Regions from separate parts of the Rattus norvegicus genome. Here region 2 is linked to region 1. The links are chromatin contacts, called in public Hi-C maps. All regions are on one chromosome and are shown on one strand. The core of a region is the stretch at or near the end of the contact, and the rest is flanking DNA. Distances in the headings are between cores, read along the strand shown.

The links. A called contact is a pair of places that touch in the nucleus more often than the background predicts.
Region 2: a contact with region 1 is called in a Hi-C map of kidney, with 1.9 times the contacts expected there. The contact joins the promoter of Ehf here to the enhancer-like site in region 1. A contact is called at or near these places in 3 of 12 Hi-C or Micro-C datasets (the A7r5 cell line, kidney and mammary epithelial cells).

Annotation. Positions count from the first base shown.
Region 1 is chr3:109,960,846-109,967,583 of GRCr8, forward strand. No RefSeq gene overlaps it. Among named protein-coding and RNA genes, the nearest start is that of Rnu6-434, 41 kb to the left of the region's middle. Within about 2 kb of position 3,401, at least 11 of the 93 cell types and tissues checked have an H3K27ac peak or open chromatin away from gene starts, as enhancers often do. A contact at or near this core is called in kidney, where this site is marked.
Region 2 is chr3:110,131,645-110,138,382 of GRCr8, forward strand. It overlaps Ehf (ets homologous factor), which reads right to left and starts at 3,284. Exons shown (of 9, transcript NM_001106493.2): 1 at 3,154-3,284.

The DNA.
Region 1 (6,738 bases), core at 2,151-4,650:
CTATACTTTTGCATTGTTCGGAATGAAATCACAGACATATTGTATGTAGTATTGAATCTAGCTTCTTTCATACAGTGTAGCCCTTTTAAGATTCGCCCACACATTTTTTTCAATGATTTTCATTGCTAAGAAGTATCCCATTGTATAGATATAGAGTTTGTTTATCCATTCACCAGTTGAAGGACATTTGGATCATGTCCAGGTTTTGGTTATTGTAACTAATGCTTCTGTAAATGCTCGTGTATGCAATTTTTGGGTGTGAGTGCATGTTTTGATTTCTGTTCAGCAAATACCTAGGGGTGGGATCCCTAGATCATATGATAAATATATGTGGAAATTTGTAAGAAACAACCAAGCCATTTGCAAGGCAGCCATTCTATTCCTGCGTTTCCCCCAGCAATGGGTGACCACGTCCCTCGTATAGATCTCATGGTGCTCAATGGTGGGCTTTTTTTCTTAGGGTTTGCCAACCCACTAGCCATGCTCAGCTATCTCTTTGAGGTTTTAGATTTCACCTTACTAACAACTAATATCATCCTTTCATGTGTTTATTTTTCCATCCCTGTAATTCTTTTGTGAAGTATCTAGTCAAATCTTTCCCTCACTTTTAATTAGGTCATGGGCTTTATTATTGTTGAGTTTTGAGAAGATAAAAGTCGCTTATCAAATATGTTTTGTTATTGTTTCTTCAACTAGTCTACACTTTGCCTTTTCTTTATATCGAAGAACAAGATTTAAATTGTTTTAAATTCTTTTAAGTTAACATAAAAAGTAAGAGGTTTCATTAGGGCATTTTCATGCACCCATGTCTTTGTTGTAGATTGATTTCTCCATCATAATAAATCTTCATGCCCTACACTTTTTTAAAAGTTTGTTTAAAACTCTATTAGTCTCAGAATGCTTTTGGTTTTTCCGTAGAGCAAGCTATCAGGTTTCTTGCTCTTTTTTTGTGACTCGCTTTAAGGAATCTTGCCCAAGGTCACAGGTTTCCGGAGTCTCTGCTTTCGTCCTGAGTTGGTGGTTGATGCTCATCCTACACAGGCCCTTAATTCATCCCCTGTGAAGAACAGACACTGATTAGGTTAGGGATTTTCAAACTTTTCGGGGTTTGGAGCTTTTGTTTGTCAGTTTCTGTTTCTGTTTCTTGAAACATGGTCTTATCAAATAGTCCTGGATAGCAAGGAACTCACAGAGATCTTCCTCTATCTTCCTCACAGGTAATGGACTTATAGATGTGTATCACCACCCACAACTAACTTGCAAAAGTTTTGAAAGTAAAGGAACCTATTTTCCCCTGGTCCATACACAATACTGCCAGATACAAAACAGACGGTGATGTCTCTAGGACCCATGCTCCTAAGGTTCTGGAACAGGAAGAAACTGTTTACATCCACACAAATCCCTTAAGGGCCACCTGAAAAATCGAAGTTCTTGTTAGTGCCTAGGACATGGCTAAGGTCCTACACTTCTGAACAGTTCTAGACTATGTTTATTGCTGGTATGAATACCTCGCTGTGAGTGAGTGCTAAGGTTCCAGAATCTTCTGTATTCCAAAATTGCTAGTCTGCTATCATCCATATAAGACTCTTATGTTTCTACAGTGTGTTTCTTCCAGGGAGATCAAAGTGTTTCTCTATCTGCAGTTCTCCCTCCCTCCTATCTATTCCACTGAAGTCCCCACTTAAATGATAGGGACATCAATGTCCAGGTTTGAGCCAAGTTCACCAGAACCTTGCAGAATCATGTGTAGAAGACCAGGACGGCTAGCTGAAGACTGGTGCTATTGTGGACTGTCAGAAAGTCATTGCTATACAACGACCTTGTTCTGTTACATCAGAAACCCAAACTGCCAAAAAGAATACAGGAAGGAGGGAGTTTCTTTTATGTTACTAAATGCCCGAAGTTGGGTTGGTCTTTGATGTAATCAGAACTAGGTGTTTGGCTAAGGTCTACATGAATATGCTCCTCTGTAGTTTCTCTTTCTATATTCCTCTAAGTTTATTCCCCTCCCAGGCAAGGAAGTCACTAGCTGGCCTAGTACTACCTTTCAGTGGCTTAACCCTTCTGACAGAAAGACAGTTCCCTTCCCCAATCATTTTGGTGAAAGCCCTACACTGTAGGGTCATTAGCTTAGCTCAGAACAATGCCTGTTCACAAGACAGTGACTCTAGTCAGTGTGTCTACCAGATGCGGTTGACTTGATGGACTGGGCCTAGATGATACCTTGAGCTCCAGAGGGGGGTCACTCGAATCACAATGGGAACTGTGGAAGGGAGAGGTTTCCAAAAGAGGGGGAGGGATGTTCTTTGCTTGGTGGACAAACCTCATGAGAATCATTATGAATCTATGTATGAATGGCTATTTTCACTGTTGTATTTTTTTTCCTTAAAAACAAAAACAAAAACAGGAAACAAGGATCTTTCAACTTGAACCACCCATTAAACACTCGTGGGCTTTGATGCCATAATCCCCTGTTTGGAGTCAGCCTCCCTTGGTCTCTTGGGCCTCTCTTTCATTACTTCCAGTGCGGCTCCCACTTTCATCCCTCAGGATTGCCATGCTGCCTCTTCTAATCATATAAACCCACTCACAAGTCAATGCTAGAGGCTTCTACTGTCCCAGAGTTACCTGGATCCTACCTGTCAACCACCAGGAAGATAAGGGTAATACTGTATACAAAAACGGCATTTCAGGCACTGAGGATCTTTTCATTTGTCCCAAGAGAAGAGGGTCTCTGTGGGCTTGGGAAATCACTCCATTGGTGTGACTGACCCAGAGCCACAGCCAAGGTCATAGCCATCTAGCCCTGAGCCATCCCCTCTGAACGGAGGCGGCAACAGAAACAGGTGGCGCCGCAACTGGGCTGATTAAAGGCAACGTCGGGACTGTCTTGAGAAGAGGTGTGCAGGTGGCAAACCTTGCTTAATTATCGATGTTAAAGGCCTGTAAACTGAGACCTCGGGAGGGGAACATTCCTGCTTTGTCTCTGGCAGACAGAAGGGGCTGGTTGGGACCTGAGAGCCATTAACTTCAGCCATCCAGGCAGTTAGAGACACCCCCACTGGTAAATCTACAGACAGGCCTGCACGATGCCCCAGCAAGAAGAGGATGGCCCTCAGTGTGAAAGAACCAGTTCTAGCCAGAGGCAGGAACAGCAGTTGTGGGATCTCGTTGATGTTCTATAATGTCAGCTTAGGCTGATAGGGTATTTTATTGAATGACAGGAATTTCAGCTCCAGTAACAGTACCCCAGTGTCAATAGTGAATGTAAATAGATTATCTTATAAAACAAGAAAATATGTGCACAGTGTCCCCACCTCCCCACTCCTGAGCCCATGAGCTGTGAGACCATACTTGGCACCTGCAGGATCCTCTCCCTTTCTCCCCAAACACACACAATGGCACCCTTTATGCGCTGCCTGCCAGACTCCATGGGAAGGGCATGCTCTGTGTGCAGTTGGACTGCCGGAGTACTGTGCGCGGTAATCATTAACCCGAAATGGCATTTACGATGATGAGGTGGCAGTGCGTGCTGCTCTGCCTCCATCCCTCCAGCAAACAGAATGTACTGACTTGAAACAGGTAGGACCAGTTACGGCCAGGCCCTCAGAGACACAGTGTTCTCCTGTGGAGTGAGCCATGCATAATGGGCCCATTGACTAGGCAGCAGGTGCTTGCTTTCTGGACTGCTCCAATAGTCATTTGAATTAGACTTGGAATTCGTCGATGTGCGTTTCTGTCCCTTTATTTCGAGACTCACTGTACAGCCCAATCTGGTCTGGAGTTTCGTGTGCAGTCCACAGCAACCTCCAAATTGCAAATCTGCCTCAGTCTCCCAAGCGCTAGGGTCACAGGTACATACCACACCCGTCTACTTTGGAGTTCTCCTGAGCAGGGTTTTGCTCACTCTCTGTGGAAGAAATAACCCAAGCTCAGAGCTGAAAGAATCAAAAGGAATCCACGAGGAGGAGACAGCTGGGTAGTATCACTGTGGCTGAACAGGAGCAAAGCCTTGTCGCCTTTGCACAAATAGCTTAAGGACAGAAAATCCTTAAGAATCCTTAAGATGAAGAAGAGAAGGGAAGCAATTGATGAGTTGGGCAGTTTCTCCAAAATCACACAGTCATCCTTGACTGAAGTGTGGCTTCCTGTTTCAGTTCCTGACCTCTTTGCAAGCAGAAGTGACAAGGTGCATTGGTGGTTCGATGCTAAATAAGGCTTCTGCCGTTCCAAGTCCAGGCACCATGCCCCTCACATCTTACTTGGATAGAGAAGAAACTGGGTATAGCAAATACAGTAAAAGAAAGTGGGTCTCAGTCCGTGGCTTGCGATATAATGATAGATTCTTTCCTAGCCTTGCGCCTCACATCCTCACCTACAGAGAGAAAGGGCTAAGGGCAGTAAGCCACAGTACTCACATTCAGCAGACCCCCTCTACTCAGGCTCGCCAGTGTCCTCCACAGCCAGCACCCCATGATGATAGGGCAAGGGGCAAGATTTCAAGTGAGGCAAGGAAACTCTGAAAAACAGAGTAGGGTGGACCTTGTGTTTTCTTCCCAGGTACCAATTTGAGCCCTCCCCAAAAGAAATGTGGCCATTGAGGTCTTGTGTCCATTTCATTTAACTCTTTATAGTCAAATCCTGTATTTTCAGATCTCGTGACCTGCCTAGAGTCACAGGGAGTGTTAGTGGCACGTCTGTGTCCTGCCTGTAGCTCTTTTCACTGATTTCAGATGCACTTTGCTCACTAATTGTGGATTTGACTGTACCTCTGTCAGCAGTCATAGTCTCGACAACAGGATTGAAAACACATCATTTCACAGACCATGCTGCAGAGTGGGATGTCAATGCCTGAGCCCATGGATCCCATGCAGGGTAGGATATCAATGCCTAAACCCAATTGCCCATACATTACCACATCATACACATTACCTACATCAACACACTGATTTTTAAATTTCAGAGCTATAGTGGGTATACTCCTCCAAACTCCACATAAGCTGAGAGAGTTACACGTTTCAAGGTTTCAAATCTGAAGGGAATCTGCCACTTACTCAAGCACATGCCTTGCTATGGGGAAGATAAGGACCCAGGGCTCTGTGTAGGTGATTCTTCTTACTGCTGGGACAAAATACTTGACAAAAGGCAAGGTAAGAAAGAAGATTTCTTTCAGCTTACAATTTAACAGTACAGTTTGTCATGGTAGGGAAGTCAAGTCTGCAGGATCAGGAAACAGGTGTCTGTAAACAAGCAAAGGGAGCTACTTGGGCCGCTTGGCTTGCCTTCTATTCAGTCTAGTACCTGCCATGGGTTGTGGGCATGCACATTCATGATGGGGCTTTCCTCCTTACTTAAACTCTTTTCTGGAAATACTCTCAAAGGTGCACCCAGAGCGGTATCCAGGATGATTCCAAATCCAGCCTGGTATCAATAAAGATTAATGATCACAGGCTTTGATTTAGACACAAAGTATGATTTTTTTTGCTTGTTTGCTTTGTTTTGTTAAGTGATCTCAGAATCCCTGAAAGCAGGGGGGTGGTGAGGAGAAGGGAAGAGGAGAGGGAGGAACAGAGAAAGAAGAAGGAAGAGGAGGGAGAGGAAGAGGAGGGAGGAGAAAGGGAAAGAAGGACAGAAGGAGGGGGTGAAGAGGAGGGGGAGAATCAGCAGTAGTGGCAACCAGGGACATACCCACAGTGACCTGCTTCCTCTGATCTGTCACGGCCTTCCTCAGTCTCCACAATCTCTCCTAATGGTCCATGCAAGGTGGATCTAAATCAGAGCTTTTCTGAGCCAGTCACCAATCCACTCAATAGCTGGATCTACCCTCTTGGTAACAAGCCCCCCAAATGTCACCTTTGTGAGCATTTCATATCCAAACCATAGCAAATCTAGGTGGTGACCCCCTTAATAAGGTACATACATCAAAGGCTTGGTTGCTGGTATTCCTCTTGGGAGGTATTGTGAACCTTTTATGGATGTGATTGAGTGGGAGACCCTTTAGTAAAGTACTGAGCACAGGTCTCCAGAGGACTCTAGCCCATTCCCCCTCCCTGCCTTCTGGCTCATGATATGATGGTTTATTAATATCCACACTTTGCCCCTTCAGTGAAATTCTAAAGTAGTAATGGTTTCCAAAACCATGATTCAAACTAAATCAATTTCTTTGCAAGTTAATAGCTTTGGGTATGCTGTTACAATAATTTCTCTTGGCTCATACTGTGTGGTAGCAATTCTCCCATGGCAACTCCCTCCAGGTATAGCTGGAATCCATTTACTCAACTCCATTCCTATCACCATGACTCTAGGAGAATGCTATCATCTCCGGGCTGGAACTCACAAGTTCCCTACATCTGTCCATTGTTCCTTCCCTTCTCTAACCCTGTTACGTCCAAGAACTTGAGTGGCCTTTTTAAATGTGTGTCCCAGCATGCCACTCCTCTGCTTTACAGCCTCTGTACAGTGTCTGAGACATATCCATAGCCACTGCTTTCCAAGGCCAGCAAATTTGTGTCGTGTGACATTCTCTCTCCCCCTCCAAGTTCCTCCATGCTCTTGCTTTCACTAGCTGTGCTCCACCCATGCTAACTTTATTTGTGTTGCTGTTTAAACATTGCAGGTTTGCGATTTCTTCTGCCTGGAACACTTTCTGGCGGTTCTGGCATTCTCTTTTCCAACACTGCCACCTCATCCACCCTCACGGGCCATTGTGGATAAAGTAGTCATCCCACAGCCCAGTCG
Region 2 (6,738 bases), core at 2,034-4,533, 170 kb after region 1:
TCTCTCTGTTCTCAAAGACTCTAATCCTCTCAACCCTCCACATGTTGGTCACCAAATCCTGGGCCATCACAGCTGGCAGAATCTGTAAGTTCAAATATAACTTTAAAATAATCAAGATGTATAAAAGAGGAAACTAAAACCCAGAGAGGTACAGTGTTTTTGTCTGGGCCACACAGCCCTGCCAGGTCTCCTCAAGGTCATGGTGAGTATTGTCCCACCAACCACCCTCCCTGTACTGTATACTCTGATCACTCCAAAGACAGAGCCAGCCTCAGGGAAGGACCTTTGCTCCTGTCTGAAAGGTAATAAAGTTTTCATCAACTGACTTTAAAGGACTGATAGAATTGTCTAGTGTATACCATCTTAGCTCCTTCACCATGATGCCATTTGACTAGAAACTATGTCCCATCCTAAGATAAGCTATCATGAACAGCCATTCTCCTCATGACGTGGCTGATTTTCTGCATATCTTAATACCTGGCCCTTTAAAATTCTGACCAGCATTTAAAAAAACCACAAATTTTAATAAGAGCAAAATGCCCACTCCTTAGAACAAATTGTATCACTTAAAATAATTTTATAAACATTTAAGTATGAAAATATCAAATAAAATGAATTATCCACCCTCTCCCCTCCCCTGTAGGGAACCAATTTAGGAAAGTTGAGCAGTGTGGCAGCCTCCTGCCTCACTGCTCCAAGGGAGACCCCACTACAGATTTATCTTACCCAAGGTGAAAGCCACTGCTCTGTGCTCAGTTAAATAGTAACCGAAGCAGGGTCAGAGTGTATGGTCTTGAAACACCAAGCCAGTGCTTCCCAACCGGGGCCCCACCCACAACAGAAAAGTCTGTTGCTTCAGTTCCATGGAGAGGAGAGTCAGCTGAACGGGAGAAATGGCTTAAAACACCAGCAAAATGGTGGCACTGAAATCCAGGTTCCTTCATTCGGGAGACCTGTGTGTTGTCAGGCTCTGTTTTGGTGTTATAGTACCCAACCCACCTCACCTCCCAGAAGTCTTCAAAGGCCATATCTATTGTAAAGGGCCGAGGGATGCCTCTGTCCAAAGGGAGAGAAGACTAAGAGAGCTCTCATGTAAGCTTCCACAACCGTGTGTGGTGATACAATGTGAAACATTCTTACGTGTTAAAAAATGCAATGAACACAGTCCAGTTCTCAAATCCCCAAAGAGTGGAGGATATCAGAAGAAAATAGAACCTAGTAAGAGTCCACAAAGCAAAATCCCACTTCCTTAGAGCAGAACACGGCCCAAAAGTGCTCACCTTCTGACCTACTAATAATACCAACTAGCTAACCAAATACCAATGGGAACATAGCTGAAGTCTCAGTTCTCTTTTTCCTTGGGCCTTTGAAGGTATGGAAAGAGGATTGAAGTAACAACAGCCAATGAATGGGAGACCCTTAGGGTACCCACAAACACGGAATCATGAGTGTAAGTGGAGCCTGTCTCTAGAGGTCTAGAAAGGCCCAAAGCACTAGCATGAGAAATCTTGGTATAATAATATAATAGGAAAACATCAGCAAGCTTGTGTGATTATAGGTAATATAATTTTAACACGCAACAACAACAAAAAATGTTATTGACTCTGGGACCTTTTGCATAAATGAGGCCTGGGTCAAACACACTTCCGTATCCACGACTACAGGAAGAGGTCTTAAAGATGGGTGTCATGGGTGGTCATAGAACTTCAAACACAGCTTCCTCAAGATTGCTTTTTTAACGTCTCTACCCAATGATATAGAAACATGGGAGGTGGTACTCGTGATACTTGGTAGTGTTTAAATGTGGTTATAAACTTCCAAATAACTCTGGCCTCTCCCATCACAGTTCTTAAATGCCACCGGCCAGCGATGAGGCAGAAACTAGTCCCACATGGCTTCATATTCTAACAGCATTCTTACCTGTGAAATTCTCTTTATCTCTTCTGTGAAGAGAAAATATCATCTTTATCTCTTCTGTAGAAATTGACTCTTCCTTGGACATCAGGAAAGTAGCACCCAGTCATTCATGATCCCTAACTTCCCCTTAATCATTGAAAGATATTGTCTTGATACATTCTTATACCAATTATACACCTCGCAGAACCAATTAATGTTTCCATCAGAAATCTTAGACTCCAAACTCCCCATTCTCCCTGAGATCAATGTGGGAAAACAATGGAGACACCTGAGGACTCAAACTCAGAGACTCTTACACTTCATCTAAAATGTGTATCACGATCAGCGGCTTTCAGAGTCCCAAGGAAGATAAATAAATAAATAAACAAACAAACAAACGCGACATTGCCACTTCGTTGCCCTCATGAACCAACAAGATTCATCCCCTCACTGTTCTCGGCTTGATCCACACTGGGACCAACACTTGTTTGTGGTATACAAACAAAACCAAGAGTCCCTACATCGAAGGCATTTGTTGCTGGTGAGTCATGTCTGCCTGTCTGGTCACAGTATTCCATTGTGGAAAAACAAAGGGTTGGTCTGTCCTCTTGTGATACGGTAAAATTATCTCCCTAAGTTGAGTTTCCTTTCTGCATAGGATCATTTTTAAGGGTACCATCTGCCTAACCTTAGCCACCTGAATCCTGTTGCCATTGTGAATATAGATTCTTTTACCCATCTACACCTATTTCCTCAAACTGGAATACACTAAAGGAGAATCGGCTTCTCCCTATAGCTCATGAGTCAGGAGAAATATCAGCAAAGACACCTCTAGACTGGGAGACCATACGCTCTGAGCCCTACCAGCCCTCAGCCAGCCAGCTCGTCGCTGAGCGACATCAGAGTCACCTGTCTCCGTTTGCTTTTTGTTCCAGAGAAATCTATCCCAGGGAAATGGCTTTGTCATACCACATGGGCAAAGAGAAACCAGAGGACTTTTAGACTCTTGCTGATTGGAAGTCCAGACAATGTGGGGAATTCACAGATAACACTCACACTGAGTAGCCCAGCTGCTCTCACCCAGATAAACTCTAACGAGACCGGGTGGGTGAGCCCAGGTAACACAAGCTTTGCTTACTGCCAGCTGCCTCCGGGAGGCTCTGCTTTATTTTCACCTGTCTGCTTCAAGACAAGCTTGTCTTGCCACACAGGTGTTTGAATTCCAGGTTCAAAAGAAGTTTAAAAGCGAGGACTTACCTCATTTACCTAAAGATTCGGGGTGGAAAGTTCTATGGCTCTGACGATGGAGAAGAAGGCAGGAGGCTATCACACCAGCTCCTACCGGGATGGGGAACCACGGCCTTATCACGTCTGAGCTCTCATCAGAGTGAAGATAAATGCATATGACAATAATTTAAAATCATTTTGTAGGATGTTAAGCAATAAGCCACCAACCGGGAATTCCCTAAGTCACTTCCCCCTCCTCTGATTGGCTGCCCAGCCCTTTAAAAAAATAAAATAAAGGATTACAAACACTGGCTCATTTGCATCTGGCCAACTCACACGTTAGTGTTCAAACAAAACAGGTCTAACCAGGTTATGCCTGTGTCTCAAGAACAGAGACAACCTGTTAATGGATGAGGAATTGATTTGGTGGTGACTGTACTTTTCAGCTTAGAGACAGTTTCAGGTGAAAAACACCTCACTCCCCAAGATGCTGTGAGGAAGGGGGGGCATATAAAACCCAAGTCCCTGGCAAGCAAATGAAGGAAGAGGGTTGGAGGTGCTCTTAAACATCTGCCTCATTTTCTAACCTGTATTTATTAGTCCTCTGCTATGGCATCAGATCTTTGCCCTGGCCGTGCAAGTACCCGGCGTGGAAGGACCTTCTAGCCCATTCTATCTCTGGGAGTCATGACCCACTCTTTGTAGTGACTCTTGGCAATTTCAGAGGCTATCCCCCAGCCCCAGGTAAGCACCTTGGAGGAGGGGATGGTCCTGGAAGGGAGGGGGCATTGTGAAATGTCTTTGGGCAACAATCTTCCTCAGCAAGACAAGGGCTAGTTGACCAGTTCATCTTCCCTTCCTCTCAACGCTTACATGATGGTCTTACTGTTTATGAACCCTCTCTGTAGGATTCAGAAAAGAGAAACCAAAATGCCAACAGTCTGAGCAGCATGTGAACTGCTGAGGGGGATCTACGGATTTCACAGATCCCCACCCCCTGAGTTAAGGGTGCCTGAGTTTTCTATTCTTGCTTCACTGGGTTCCACATGTTTCTCCACCTGCACAGGTGAGCAACTACCCTGGCTAGGAAAAATACAATCCCCTAACCATTAACTTTCCCTTCGGGGTCTTCCTGGACACCAGCCTTCTATGAGCAAAGCATCCAGGCAGGTTTGTTGAAATCGGTGAGCCTCCTCTCTCTTTGTTGGAAGACAAGAAGGAGTTTGGCAAAGAGATGAAGAGTTTGTGGTCACAACTCAGAAGTTCAGGAAAGGAACAGAACCCAATGACTGTTGTGCTGCTAAATGGGACTGGAGCCAGCCAGCCGAGCTATTCTCTTGTATTTATTGCTTGGTTTAAGCAACGTAAATTGAGAGAAGTTTTGGGTGCAAAAGGTAATGGAGGGGGAGGGGTGGCTTTGGAGGGGTCTTGGAAGAAAGTAAGTCATTAAAGGAGGTCTTGGCGTCCTAAATGTGGTAGAGTTTAAGGTGGCTCTGTAAAGCTGCTCTGCTTCTCTAACCTCCAGCAAATAAACCCACCTCCCCTCCAATTCAACCTTATCTACCTGCCAAAGGCTCTGTTAACATGCAAATGTATGCCCTGGGCCTTAAAAAAACAGTAAATGTCATCATTGCCCATTATCATATTAGCCCCAATTAGTTTATCAGCTCCGATCTGAGAGAGAGAGAGAGAGAGAGGCCCCGGGGAACAGGCAGCTGGAGTTTTGCTGGAGAGATGAATCAAGCTGCTCTAACTCCACCCACCATAGGGTGTTTGCCGGGGGAGAACGGGTAGGAGGAGGGCTCTAGGGAAGCAATCTTAGCCGTCTCCACCTTCACCTGAAACAGCAGACACTGGTAAGGGCTACCGGGGTGTACAGTCCTGAGGTACGAACAGCAAAAACAAATGCCTAAAATGTGTGGCTCCCTAGCCCAGGCCCAGCCTCTCTTAGTTATAGGCCTTTTACTACCAAGATGAGGCAGTCTATTCCTGCTTCCATCCCTTTTACACTCATATTCTAACCAGCTAGATGGACACTCCATAGAAGGGACAATTTGGGGCATTGGTAGAGGTAGGATGTTACCTTATAGCCACAGCCACTGTGGATATTTTATATGTGTGTGTGTGTGTGTGTGTGTGTGTGTGTGTGTGTGTGTGTGTATCTCCATAGGTGTATATATTTTATTATGTATAATTTAATACATATATAATAATACATATATATTACCTAACAAAGTGTCTGTTAATTAGTGGGTCCATATTAATTATTGATTGTTTTCTTTACTTGGGACTAAACTTACCTTTCTAGAAGAAAAACAAGAGCCAAAACAGTACTTCTCTCTCAGGAGACAGAGGCAGACAGAGAGAGAGAGAGAGAGAGAGAGAGAGATTAAATCATTCACCTGATAGTCAACGTCAACAAGACAGTGCTGGTAAATAGATAGGTGGGTAGGTAGATAGATAGATAGATAGATAGATAGATAGATAGATAGATAGATAGATAGTAAACCCACATAAAAAATTTAATAGTAACTATAGAAACATCAAGCAGAGCAGATACTTCACACAGATACAGAGTAGCTTCCTGAAGAAGAATCAGGCAGAGTGTCATTTTCATCACAGATTTCCATCATTCATTCTATGCTTCTAAGATTCTCTGGGAGACAGCTAAGAAGGAAATAGAACCAGGAACTATATTAAAGTCTCTAGAAACACAAATGCTCTGAATAGAAACCTGCCTCATCTTCCCTATAGATCAAGGCTCTGCCAAGCATCAGACTTGTACAAAGATGTGGAGCCTGAGTCCAGTCCTGAGAGATGTCTCAGTGAAGTGCCTACTGTACGAACACCAGAACTTTAGTGTGGATCCCCGGCACCTGGGTAAAACACCAGGCATGACAGCATGCACCTGCAGTCCTAGCACTAGGAATGACAGGTTCCCTGCGGCTTGCTGGCCAGCTACTCCTGCTGAATTTGTGAGAGTCTCCACCTAAGGTAGAGAGAGATTAAAGAAAATGTCAACCTTTGACCTCTATGTGCACATGCAATCAAGTGTATATACACATGCATAAACAAACACACACAGAGAGAGAAGGGAGTGGGGGGGACATGGCAGGTAGACCAGCCAGGACTATTTGCAGTACCCTGGAATTCCTGATTTAGTTTGTCTACTGAAAGACACGAAGGTAAAGAAGCAAAGGAACCTGACTGCTAACCCAAGGCCAAAACAAAGAGTCTGTCTGAGATCAGCAAGCCAAAGGGGTCCAAGGCTCAGACAAAGCCCTGATGTCATTACAAGGCCAATGGTAGTGATGTCCTTGTTTTACACAAAAGCAGATGCTCACTTGCTTTACACAGGTCCCTAACTAGAAGCCTATATTCATCTTTGAAAGCGAATATGTGTTTGTGTGTATTTCCGTCTCTCATTCTCTCCTGATGATATGGAATGGGACAGTATGTAGTAAGAGACAAACAAAAGTTTAACACAAGCTGAACAGGAACAAGAAATTCTCTCTCTCTCTCTCTCTCTCTCTCTCTCTCTCTCTCTCTCTCTCTCTCTCTCTCTCCCTCTCTCTTCCTGTCAAACTCACAGGGGACAGAAAGTCAGTCATTTAT